2 separate regions of the Sus scrofa genome follow, and region 2 is linked to region 1. The links are chromatin contacts, called in public Hi-C maps. All regions are on one chromosome and are shown on one strand. The core of a region is the stretch at or near the end of the contact, and the rest is flanking DNA. Distances in the headings are between cores, read along the strand shown. Region 1 holds the start of CAPN9 (calpain-9). Region 2 holds the start of COG2 (conserved oligomeric Golgi complex subunit 2).

Region 1 (5,000 bases), core at 51-2,550:
AAATTCATTCCCTCCTGCTCGGAGCCGGAGGTCAGGGCTGATGCCCTCTGTAAGTTTTCTAGAGAGAAGGGGGTTAAAACTGGCAGCTGGAAGCTGGCCTCTTAGGCTCTAAGGGAACTGGCTGAAGATTTTGAGATGGGGGTCGGGGGGAGGTTTAAACTAGAGGCCCAGAGATGCAGAAGGTCTCCTGGAGGGTCAGGGAGTTGGGGACAGACGGGAGTAGGAGGGAGAATTGGCTTTTTTTTTTTTTTTTTTTTTTGCTTTTTAGAGCATATGGGGGCTCCCAGGCTAGGGGTCAAATTGGAGCTACAGCTGCCAGCCTACACCACAGCCACAACAACGCAGGACCCGATCCATATCTGCGAGCTACACTGCAGCTCACGGTAATGCCAGATCCTTAACCCACTGAGCGTGGCCAGGGATTGAACCTGCAACCACATGGTTCCTAGTTGGATTTGTTTCCACTGCACCACGACGGAAACTCCAAATATTTGGCTTTTAATTTTTGTTCCAAGTTCAACTTTTGTACTTCCTTTTTATCAAAGGATTCCCTGAGGCTAGATGTTATATTTTGGGTTTTCTTTTCACTTGGATCCTCCCAAAATACTGACAGAGCAGCTGCTTAGTGTCAACAAAAAAATTAGTTGATCTAAGAAAGAAATGGAAAATTTGATTGGAGCCAAATTTGAGGATTATAACCTGGAAAGAGCATCTCAGAAAGCCCGAAGAACTATTTCATCCCTAGAAGTCCAGGCACAGCCATAGAAATTTTGTTTTTGTTTTTGTTTTTCCACACCTGCAGCATGCAGAAGTTCCCAGGCCAGGGATCAAACACTTTCCCTAGCAGTGACCACACCAGATCCTTAACTGCTAGGCTACCAGGGAGCTCCCCATCTGTTTTCACAAGTAGCATCTGACTGGCACACAGCCACACTTTTTCCTTCCCGAAGCATAGTGGCTGCCTTCATTCTACAAGCCGTAGCTAAATAGTTGCAACACGGACTGCAGGGCCCCCCAAGCTGGGAAGATTGACTTTCTGGTTCTTGACAGAAAGAATTTGCCAACCCTGACCTAAATCAGAGAGGCTGTGAGAAAGCTGTCCAGGCAACATGTACTACTGCCATTCACTCAGCTCCCTTCAGACTACAGAACTCCACAAGTCTCTGGCTTAAGAGGTGACTCAAGGTCACCCTCTCCCCACAGCACAGCCAGCGCTGCCTGCCACCTCGTGGACCAATCTGGCATCTCACTCTCTTGCCCATAAAGCCACCCTGTCTCACGGGGTCTCCCCGTGCATTAAGCCAAGGTGCTGCCTCCGCCCAGAACTGGCCCAGGCTTGGAGCTCCATCCACGCCCACAGGTGCCCCCAGGAGGGCAGAGGCCCTCTTACCATTTGCCATTAGGGCGTGCCCCATTTCTGTCTATCAGGGAGGTTCCCAGGAAAGCAGGTGGAGGCCAAGGGCCACTCAGCCCATTGCCCTGCGCTGGCTCTTTTTGACCAGCACCCACACTCTTCCTCCCACCCTCTGCTGGCCATGCCTCACCTCTACCGGGCCCCCGGGCCTCAGGAGCCCCCCACCCCCAAGGATGCCCGCATCACCCACTCCTCTGGCCAGAGCTTCGAGGAGCTGAGGCGGGCGTGCCTGCAGAAGGGCGTCCTGTTTGAGGACACAGACTTCCCAGCTGATAGCTCGTCTCTCTTCTACAGCGAGAGGCCCCAGATCCCTTTCGTTTGGAAACGGCCAGGGGTGAGTGAGACCCAGAGCGGTGGGGGCAGCGGATGAGGGTGGGGTGCGGCTCTGTGGCCCGGGGTGTGGGGGACTGGGAAGGGGGAGCTGTGCACAAACTGGACTAAGTGCACCTGCCAAGTCCACCGCCAATGGGCTGTGCCATTTGATGCTCAGGGACACAGGATGCTCTGGGTGGTACCCAGGTATCTGGCTGCTCCCCCAGGTCCATGGTCCCCCCTGCCACCTGAAGCCCAGGACCCAGGGTCAGAGAGGGTCTCACCAGCAAGTGGTAAGCGGGGTGGGGAGGATGGGAGGGTCAAAGCTCTATCCAGAGGTGTCAGGTGACACATCCCACCAGATCCCAAGGGCAAAAGGCAGAAATGGGTGGTGGACAGTCCCCCCAAATCCCTTGTGCCAATGCTGAGACGCTGCACACCAGGTGCTCAAGGGCTTCTGGCCGGAGCCCAGGGTGCTCAGCCTGTACAGAAGCTCGCTCAGCAAGCGCTCAGGATGTGTGTGATGCACAGGGGGCACGAGAAGCAGGCGTTCTCTCCCCAGACCATGTATCCCCTGACCAGGCAGTGATGGTCTCAGGCAGCACCAGCTGGTGTGATAAGGAGTCAATATTTGTCATGCTGGATTAGTCAAACCTTGACCTCTGACCTGGTGCCGGCTGGCTCTCCTCCCCTGGGGTGGGTCCAGGTCTGGGAGCGGCTCCCATGGGCCAGGCAGGGGGGGACTGGACCTAAAGGGGAGAGCCTGTGTGTTTGTGCCACCTGCCACTAATGTGCCTGTGACTGTGCTCTCATCACTGAAGTTACCAGGCCCCAGTCCCCTCACCATAAGGTGGTAATAGTAATGGCCAGTGTAGGACAGTCATCTAGCAGGCAGAAGGTACTGGGCAGGGGGCAGCTGTTAGCCTTACTGCTGTCCTGGCTGCAGCAGCATCACCAGCAGCTCTGGATCTCCTCTCACTGTGAGAGGCACCTCTCCATCTCCCCACGTTAAATAATGCCCATGTTTTAAAAGCATAATATCTAGGAGTTCCTGTCATGGTGCAGTGGTTAACGAATCTGACTAGGAACCATGAGGTTGTGGGTTTGATCCCTGGCCTTGCTCAGTGGGTTAGGGATCTGGAGTTGCCATGAGCTGTGGTGTGGGTTGCAGACGCGGCGTGGATCCTGCGTTGCTGTGGCTCTGGCTTAGGCTGGCGGCTACAGCTCCGATTAGACCCCTAGCCTGGGAACCTCCATATGCCGCGGGAGAGGCCCAAGAAATGGCAAAAAGACAAAATAAAAAAAAAAAAAGGCATAACATCTATTTTATTTATTTGTTTATTTATTTTTGGCTGAGCCCACAGCATGCAAAAGTTCCCCGGGCCAGAGATCAAGCCCATATCCCAGCAGTGACAATGCCAAGTCCTTAACCACTAGGCCATCAGAAAACTCCGTTTTATTTGTATTTTTTATTTTTATATAATACGTCTATTTTAAACAAACACCAAAATCTCTGGGCTCTTCAGGGCTGGGCCCAAAGCACACATAAGCTGTTATTTACACAGGGTTAAGCTCTTTCTTGCTATTTCCTGTTGTAGGCCGTGTGTGTTGTGTGTGTGTGTGTGTGTGTGTGTGCGCGCGCGCGCGCGCGTACACAAGCACACAAGCACATGTCTACATACCAGCTTCTGCTTGTCTAGTATTTTCCCAAGTCTGACAAGGCTGCAGAGAATAACCAAGCCTTTTCTTCTGAGAAATTCCAGTAACTCCCTTCCCTCCTAACCGTCTCCCTGTCTGCAGTCTTAGTCCATGAGGCCATCCCTATTGCCACCCTGTCCTGGGTGCGGCATCCCCCAACACCGCCCCCCGCCCCCAGGTTGCTGCCAGGACCCCCAGGGGATTCCATCACCCAGACCCCAGCTCTGGGAGGTGTTCATCTTTGCCACTGCTCAGTATTGTCTCCAGTGATGGGCAAGGACCCCACCTAGCAGACTGGATACCAGGAGCCCTTCCACTCTCCACCAAGGTCTGGACAGGGCTTTGATTTATCGTAGCTGGGCTGCAGCCCTTCCTGGGGGTTCAGCATCAGAATCTGTCCTGCCCTTTGCTTTGTCTGTGCTGAGAAGACACCCCGTCTTCGCCCCCAGAAACACGCTCTGTGTGTCTCCTACTCTGGGACATCAGGAGTGAGGGGCCGGTGGGAATCTATGTTCCCCTGCAGGAGGGAGACCCGGGGCAGCCGGGAAACGGTGAGAGTTGGGGAAGGTCTCTCCAGCAGCCTCTGTGGCTGGAGTGTGGTTTGCACTTCTGTTTGGCGCTCATGTGGTGCATGTTCCAGCCACCAGCGCCGGTGTCCACTGAACTGGGGTGGGCACCCTGCCTGCCCCACCTTCTTGTCAAACACAGCTGTGCTTGGGGTGGGGCGGGGCACAGGAGAGCCAGCAGAGCCAGGACAGTCAGGGGACAACAGAGGTGCAGGCAGCCAGTCCTGCCCCTCAAGGAGCCAGGGCAACAATGCACTCGGTGGGGGTGAGAAGGTGAGGTCACCCAGGGGTGGGTCTGCCGCAGGCTAAGAGGAGCTGAGTGAAGAGATTGGGCATCTCCCAGCCTGATGGGGCCCAGCCAGGATGCCATCTGCTAGCCTGACTGCCTCGGTTCCTGGTGCCTCAGGCACCCTTTCCTCCCCGACTCCCTGTCTGCCTGCCCCCACCTGCTTCTGCCATGCAATCCCCTCTCCCTCCCAGCTTCTCAGCCTAAACACATCACACGGCCTCCTGAAGGCACCGCACCCCGCCAGCCTGGACTCCAGGCTGCCTGCATACCCCAGGGCATGTGGCCATCACCCCCTGTACAGTGGGGCTCCCTGTGTGGGCCCAACCGCCCATCCCTGCTCTGGGGCACCCCCCACACCCCGTGTCCCCACATGCCTAGCACTGGGCACAGCTGGAATCAGCACACAGCTGTGGGTCGTAGGGTCCAGCCTCTCCGACCTTGTTAGAAACATGGCTTTTCCTTTTTTAAATTAAATACTTAATAGAGAAAAGTCAGTGTGTTTGGCTGAGCCCCGGATGGGGTACGAGGTGAAAAGCAAACATTCCTGGATGCCTGGCGCCCAGTCCTCCAGGAAAACTACCACTGGTGCCCAGGCTGGCCTTCCTCCCCAGGTCTCCAGGCTGAAGGGTGGGGTCACTTCTGGTCTGTGGAGCCCCCTCTGATCTTCCTGTCACAGGACTGTGGTTCCAGGTGACCCTTGTCCCCAAGGCCCCAGATGTGC
Region 2 (5,109 bases), core at 681-3,180, 80 kb before region 1:
CCATCTGTGACCTACACCACAGGTCATGGCAATGCCGGACCCTTGACCCACAGAGCGAGGCCAGGGATTGAACCTGCATCCTTATGGATCCAAGTTGGGTTCGTTAACCACTGAGCCACAATGGGAACTCCTTGTTTGGAGTAATTTGAATACAAGAGTTTCATCGTATGGTGGTGCCTCCCTCTGTCCCACCCTTTCAAGGACTGGCAGGGTGAAGGTTATCTCCAGAGAGAACACAGCCTGAAGAGGCAGGCTTATACCCAGGCTTTATACCCAGCGTATAAAGCAACTCGGGTGAAGTTTGTGGTTTGAGTCTTAAGAAGAAAAAAACTGAAATGAATCATCATCATTGACCATGGTTTTCACAGTTAGAGGGAGGGCCAATGGGAGAAAGAGTAAGGAAGAGAATGTCAAAATAAAATTGGGATGTATGGGGGCAGGTGGAGGAAGAAAGTCTGAGATGTTGGGGTGGGTTTGTTGACTTAAACAAATGCACAACCTGAAAGTTGAGAGTTAAGTTTATTTTTTTCTTTTTAGGGCTGCAGGTGCAGCATATGGAAGTTCCCAGGCTAGGGATCGAATCACAGCTATAGCTGCTGGCCTTGGCCACAGCCACAGCAACACTGGATCTTTAACCCACTGAGAGGGGCCAGGGATTGAAGCTTTGTCCTCATGGATACTAGTCAGGGTCATTGCCGCTGAGCCACAACAGGAACTCCTGAGAGTTAAGTTTTATTTGGGGCAAAATGAAGCCTAGGAGACAGCATCTCAGGTGGCCCTGAGAAACTGCTCTGAGGAGATGAGAGAGGAGTCGGGATATACAAGAGGTTTTTTTGCAATAAAGGACAAGTAGTTGGAACAAAAGAGGTCTGGGCTCGCTGAAATCATTCCTTGGATATGCACCTCAGCTATCAGGGCAAGTAGCCTAGGTTCTCATAGCCTGGGTTCCCTCAGGACTCCCTCTGTGGTCCATGCTTGGAGGTGGCTTCATTTGCAGATGGCCGTGACATCCATTTCAGAGAGCTCCGAAATACTGCTCCAAAGAGGCAGGGAAAATAGTATCGGGGTATCTGATAAAGGTGAGGGGGAGGTGCATGCAACCACGCACACATTTTACAGAAGTTTGCTGCTGGCGTCCTTAAGGTTACTACTAGTCAAGAGGAGCAAACATCACCATGAAGGATTTTAGTGTTTTTCTAGATAGGAGATGCAAGAATTGGGTGCATAATATCTTCTCCTAAAAATATCTGACTATCTTAAGACCTGTTCTTCCAGTTTCCTAAGAGCACAGAGTACTTCACTTCTGGTCTCCACCCTGAACTCCACCCAGGGGTGCTGCGGGTGGGCAGCTGCAGTGGCTCACAATTTAATCCATGTAGAGGCTGATGGCAAGTGCCAAACCTCAGTTCCCGGTTTGATCGCACCAACACTGGCCACAGATTCTGACATCTGCCCACTCCTGGTTTAGATGAAAAATAACCATGTGTGCAGATGTATTTGTTTAGTGACTAGGCAGGTTATGAGGAGCTCCTTTAAGAGCCTTGAAGACCCCAAGTTGCTCTTGGATTGCCCACCTGGCACTGAGCCCAAGCCTGGACCACCGGCCTGAGAACCCAGAGGCTGACATGCTCTCTCCGCGAAGCAAGATAGGGAGAAGACGCAGGAAGAACATTGCAGACAGATTTTTCCTAGCAGAAAGGGTGGCTGGGAGGGAGCCCCCCCCCCACCCACACTGCTGCTCTCTCCACACTCAATCCCGCCCCCCTGGGAGCCCTAAAGTGGCCAGAGCCAGCGTGAGCTGCAGAGACGCCCTCCTCCCGTAGGAGGGCAGCACGATCCGCAGCGCGGCTGCGGCGGCTGTCCCAGCGCCCCTCTTAGGGGCGGCGGACGGAGGCCGGCCCCCCGGTGCACTTCGCTGATTGGCTGCGGGGCGGGCGCTGCCATGTTGGCGGAAGAGGTGCCCTCTGTGCCGTGGAAACGGGTCGTGGCTGCGGCCGCCGAGTCCGTGCACGCAGCCGGCTGCTTCTCCTTGCTGGGGTGTCAGCGCTGAGAGGCGGCGACCGGCGGGATGGAGAAGAGTAGGATGAACCTGCCCAAGGGGCCGGACACACTCTGCTTCGACAAGGACGAGTTCATGAAGGTGCGCGCCCGGCCTCGCGCCCCTTCCCGCCTGCTCCCGCCCTGTCTAGGGCCGCGCCCGCGCGAGACCGGCCCTCGGCGGGACCTCGCTGCGCTTGCAGTGAGTCTCTCGGCCTCAGGTGTGGCAGGTGCAGACTGGAGAAAGCGCGTCTGCGAAGTCGCGCGTAGTGTGTGGAAAGGCCTGGAAGTTCTGGGCAAGTGGTTTTGAGCTCAGTGTGAAAGACCCTGTTATTACCCGACCCCGTTGCCATGCAGAGCGGTCTGGTTGCCAGGTCCTTGGCCAGACAAGCTTGTTGGCCAGATCCTTGCACTTAGAAGTATGTACTGTAAGTACTGACCAAGTCTGAGAATCCACGTCCCCACCCAGAGATCAGGTGGGGAAAAAAGACACTTGACGGAAATGCTTTTCATAACATTGACCTAAAGCTTCTGAGATATTTATAAGATTAGGATATTCTTACTGATTTTGTTGCATTACAACGAAGCAAACCATTCCCTTTTCCTGAAGTTGCCCTACTTGAAATTGGTCTGCAGGTAATTGTAGGATATAAACTTACGTAGATAGAATAGAAATATAAACGGAAAACATTTTGCAGATAATAAAGGGTCAGAAAGCACCGCCTTGAAAATGACCAGGATTTCAGTCAGAGCCAGGAAGGACTTTGTATACCTGTTTGGCGTATCTCTCTGGGTCAGTTCTTAAACCATTACAAAAAATATATATTTATTTTGAATTTCTAAGGATGGGGATTTTTAAAAATTTTTGAAGTTATACTTGATTTACAGTGTTCTATCAATTGCAAAGTGACCAAGTCATACATATATGTCCATTCTTTTTCTCATATTGTCTTCCATCATGTTTCATCACAAGTGAGTGGTTATCGTTCCCTGTGCTATAACAGCAGGACCTCATTGCTTATCCATTCTTTTTTTTTTTTTTTTTTTTTTTTTTTTGTCTTTTGTCTTTTTGTTGTTGTTGTTGTTGCTATTTCTTGGGCCGCTCCCGCGGCATATGGAGGTTCCCAGGCTAGGGGTTGAATCGGAGCTGTAGCCACCAGCCTACGCCAGAGCCACAGCAACGCGGGATCCGAGCCGAGTCTGCAACCTACACCACAGCTCACGGCAACGCCGGACGGTTAACCCACTGAGCAAGGGCAGGGACCGAACCCGCAACCTCATGGTTCCTAGTCGGATTCGTTCACCACTGCACCACGACGGGAACTCCCTATCCATTCTAAATGTAATAGTTTGCATCTGCTAATCCCAAACTCAGGATGGGGATTTTTGATACCACTTGGTGGTTTTGATTTCAGTGTTAAAATGTTAAAAGTTTTGGCTCAGTAGACACCTAAACTTTTAGGCAAGTGAGGTTAAATCTCTTACTGTTCTTTCTTGATGACTTCAAGTTATGATCTGATTTCACTTTTTCTAGGTTAGTTAGCCTATCTCTTTTCGATACTTGCCTTCAGATCTCATTTCTGGTTTTAAAGTAATTACACCTGTATCCTCTCCAGTGTGGCCGTATCTTTTTTAGTATGCAGGTCTGTCTGGACCCAGGAATAACACTTTTGTTCTTATACAGTGAAGTTTCTGCTAAATCCCTCTAATGAAGGGTGTAGCTTGAAAGGGAGTACAGAGTGAACTGTGTGTTCCAGGAACCTTTGTTCCGCCCCCTGGCTGAGCGCTGTCCTGAAGCCAGGGTAGAAAAAGGGAACATGCTGGGGAACGATATGCTGAGGAGCAGCGCCTTGGAAGAAGAAAAGGCACAGGCAGAGATCAGGGGCCTTGTTCTGACTTCTGATTTCTGGAATCTCAGAAAACAGAGAGCTTGTCAACCTTTGGCCTTCTTCAAGGCTTCCTTCAGGCTCAGCACCAGCATTCCTTCTGACTCACTAGGCGCACCGTGTTTATTGCTCTGAGCTGACAGAATGCCTTTAGTCAAAGCAGCATTGGAAGGTAGAAACCTCAAGATGTAAGTTCTAAAGTAGGAAACTGGGGAGATGGCTGGAATGGCAGCCGTTCCATATTCTTTCATGGCTCCTGGCCTCTTTCATGGCCTCTCATGGCTGACTGCTCTGCAGTCTGTAGTGCTGATACATGTGACTTCACACGTAGGTGAAGAGCACACACACAACAGCTGTTCTGTGTTAAGTGGTGTTGATTTTCTAGGTGGGACCTGGAGAGAGAGGTGATTTGCAATTTGTGCTTCCTTCGAAGAGACATTTTTTTAAATGAGTTTTAGTTTGCTGGCAGAGATGATGGGTGGAGAGCTTGCTCTCAGGTTATAGTCCTACATCTGTGTTTCATTCAACATGTTTTATAACTGGGCATGTTTTGTGCCTTTGGGAAAGTTAGGGAATATCAGATTTGCATTAGGAGAGTTGAGATTACTTGAAATCCAGCCATTTGATTGGAAACTGTGTCTTTAATCTGCCAGACATGATGAGGACCTGTTAGGGCAGTGGAAGCGATTGCTCATTTTACAAGCAGGCCTTCATCGGTCACTTGCTTGGTGTCAGGCAGCAGTCTAGACATGATGGTACCAGGATGGGTAAGGTACGGTTTTGACTCTTGAGCATGGTGATAGGAAGACCAGGTATGCCGAGAAACCGCCCTTGGTCCAGAGGGTGGAAGGATGGCCAGGGTGAGACCGGAAGGTGGATAGGCAAATGGGTGGGGCTGCAAGTTGTCGTATGCTGCGGGGTTTGTGCTTGCTACCTTGTTCATTGTGGAGGTACAGTCAAATTTAAAGCAGGAAATCACATGGTCTGTCTTGCATTGGAGCCGACTAGTGGCAGGAGGCTACTTAAAAGTGATTTCAGGAGTTCCCACTGTGATGTAAAGGGATCGGCAGTGTCTCTGCAGCACCAGGTTGCAGGTTTGATCCCCGGCCCAGCACAGTGGGTTAAGTATCCAGCTTTGCTGTAGCTGTGGTGTAGGTCGCAACTGTGGCTCAGATCTGATCCCTGG

What was found. A called contact is a pair of places that touch in the nucleus more often than the background predicts.
Region 2: a Hi-C map of skeletal muscle shows a contact between it and region 1, with 4 times the contacts expected there. The contact joins the promoter of COG2 here to the promoter of CAPN9 in region 1. A contact is called at or near these places in 1 of 5 promoter capture datasets (liver), 15 of 47 Hi-C or Micro-C datasets (alveolar macrophages, brain, fetal heart ventricle and 9 more) and 1 of 2 datasets of contacts at active chromatin or transcription factors (skeletal muscle).

What each region holds. Positions count from the first base shown.
Region 1 is chr14:59,619,853-59,624,852 of Sscrofa11.1, reverse strand. It overlaps CAPN9 (calpain-9), which reads left to right and starts at 1,300. Exons shown (of 19, transcript XM_021073119.1): 1 at 1,300-1,748. The coding sequence starts at 1,536.
Region 2 is chr14:59,700,827-59,705,935 of Sscrofa11.1, reverse strand. It overlaps COG2 (conserved oligomeric Golgi complex subunit 2), which reads left to right and starts at 1,930. Exons shown (of 19, transcript XM_021073991.1): 1 at 1,930-2,140. The coding sequence starts at 2,069.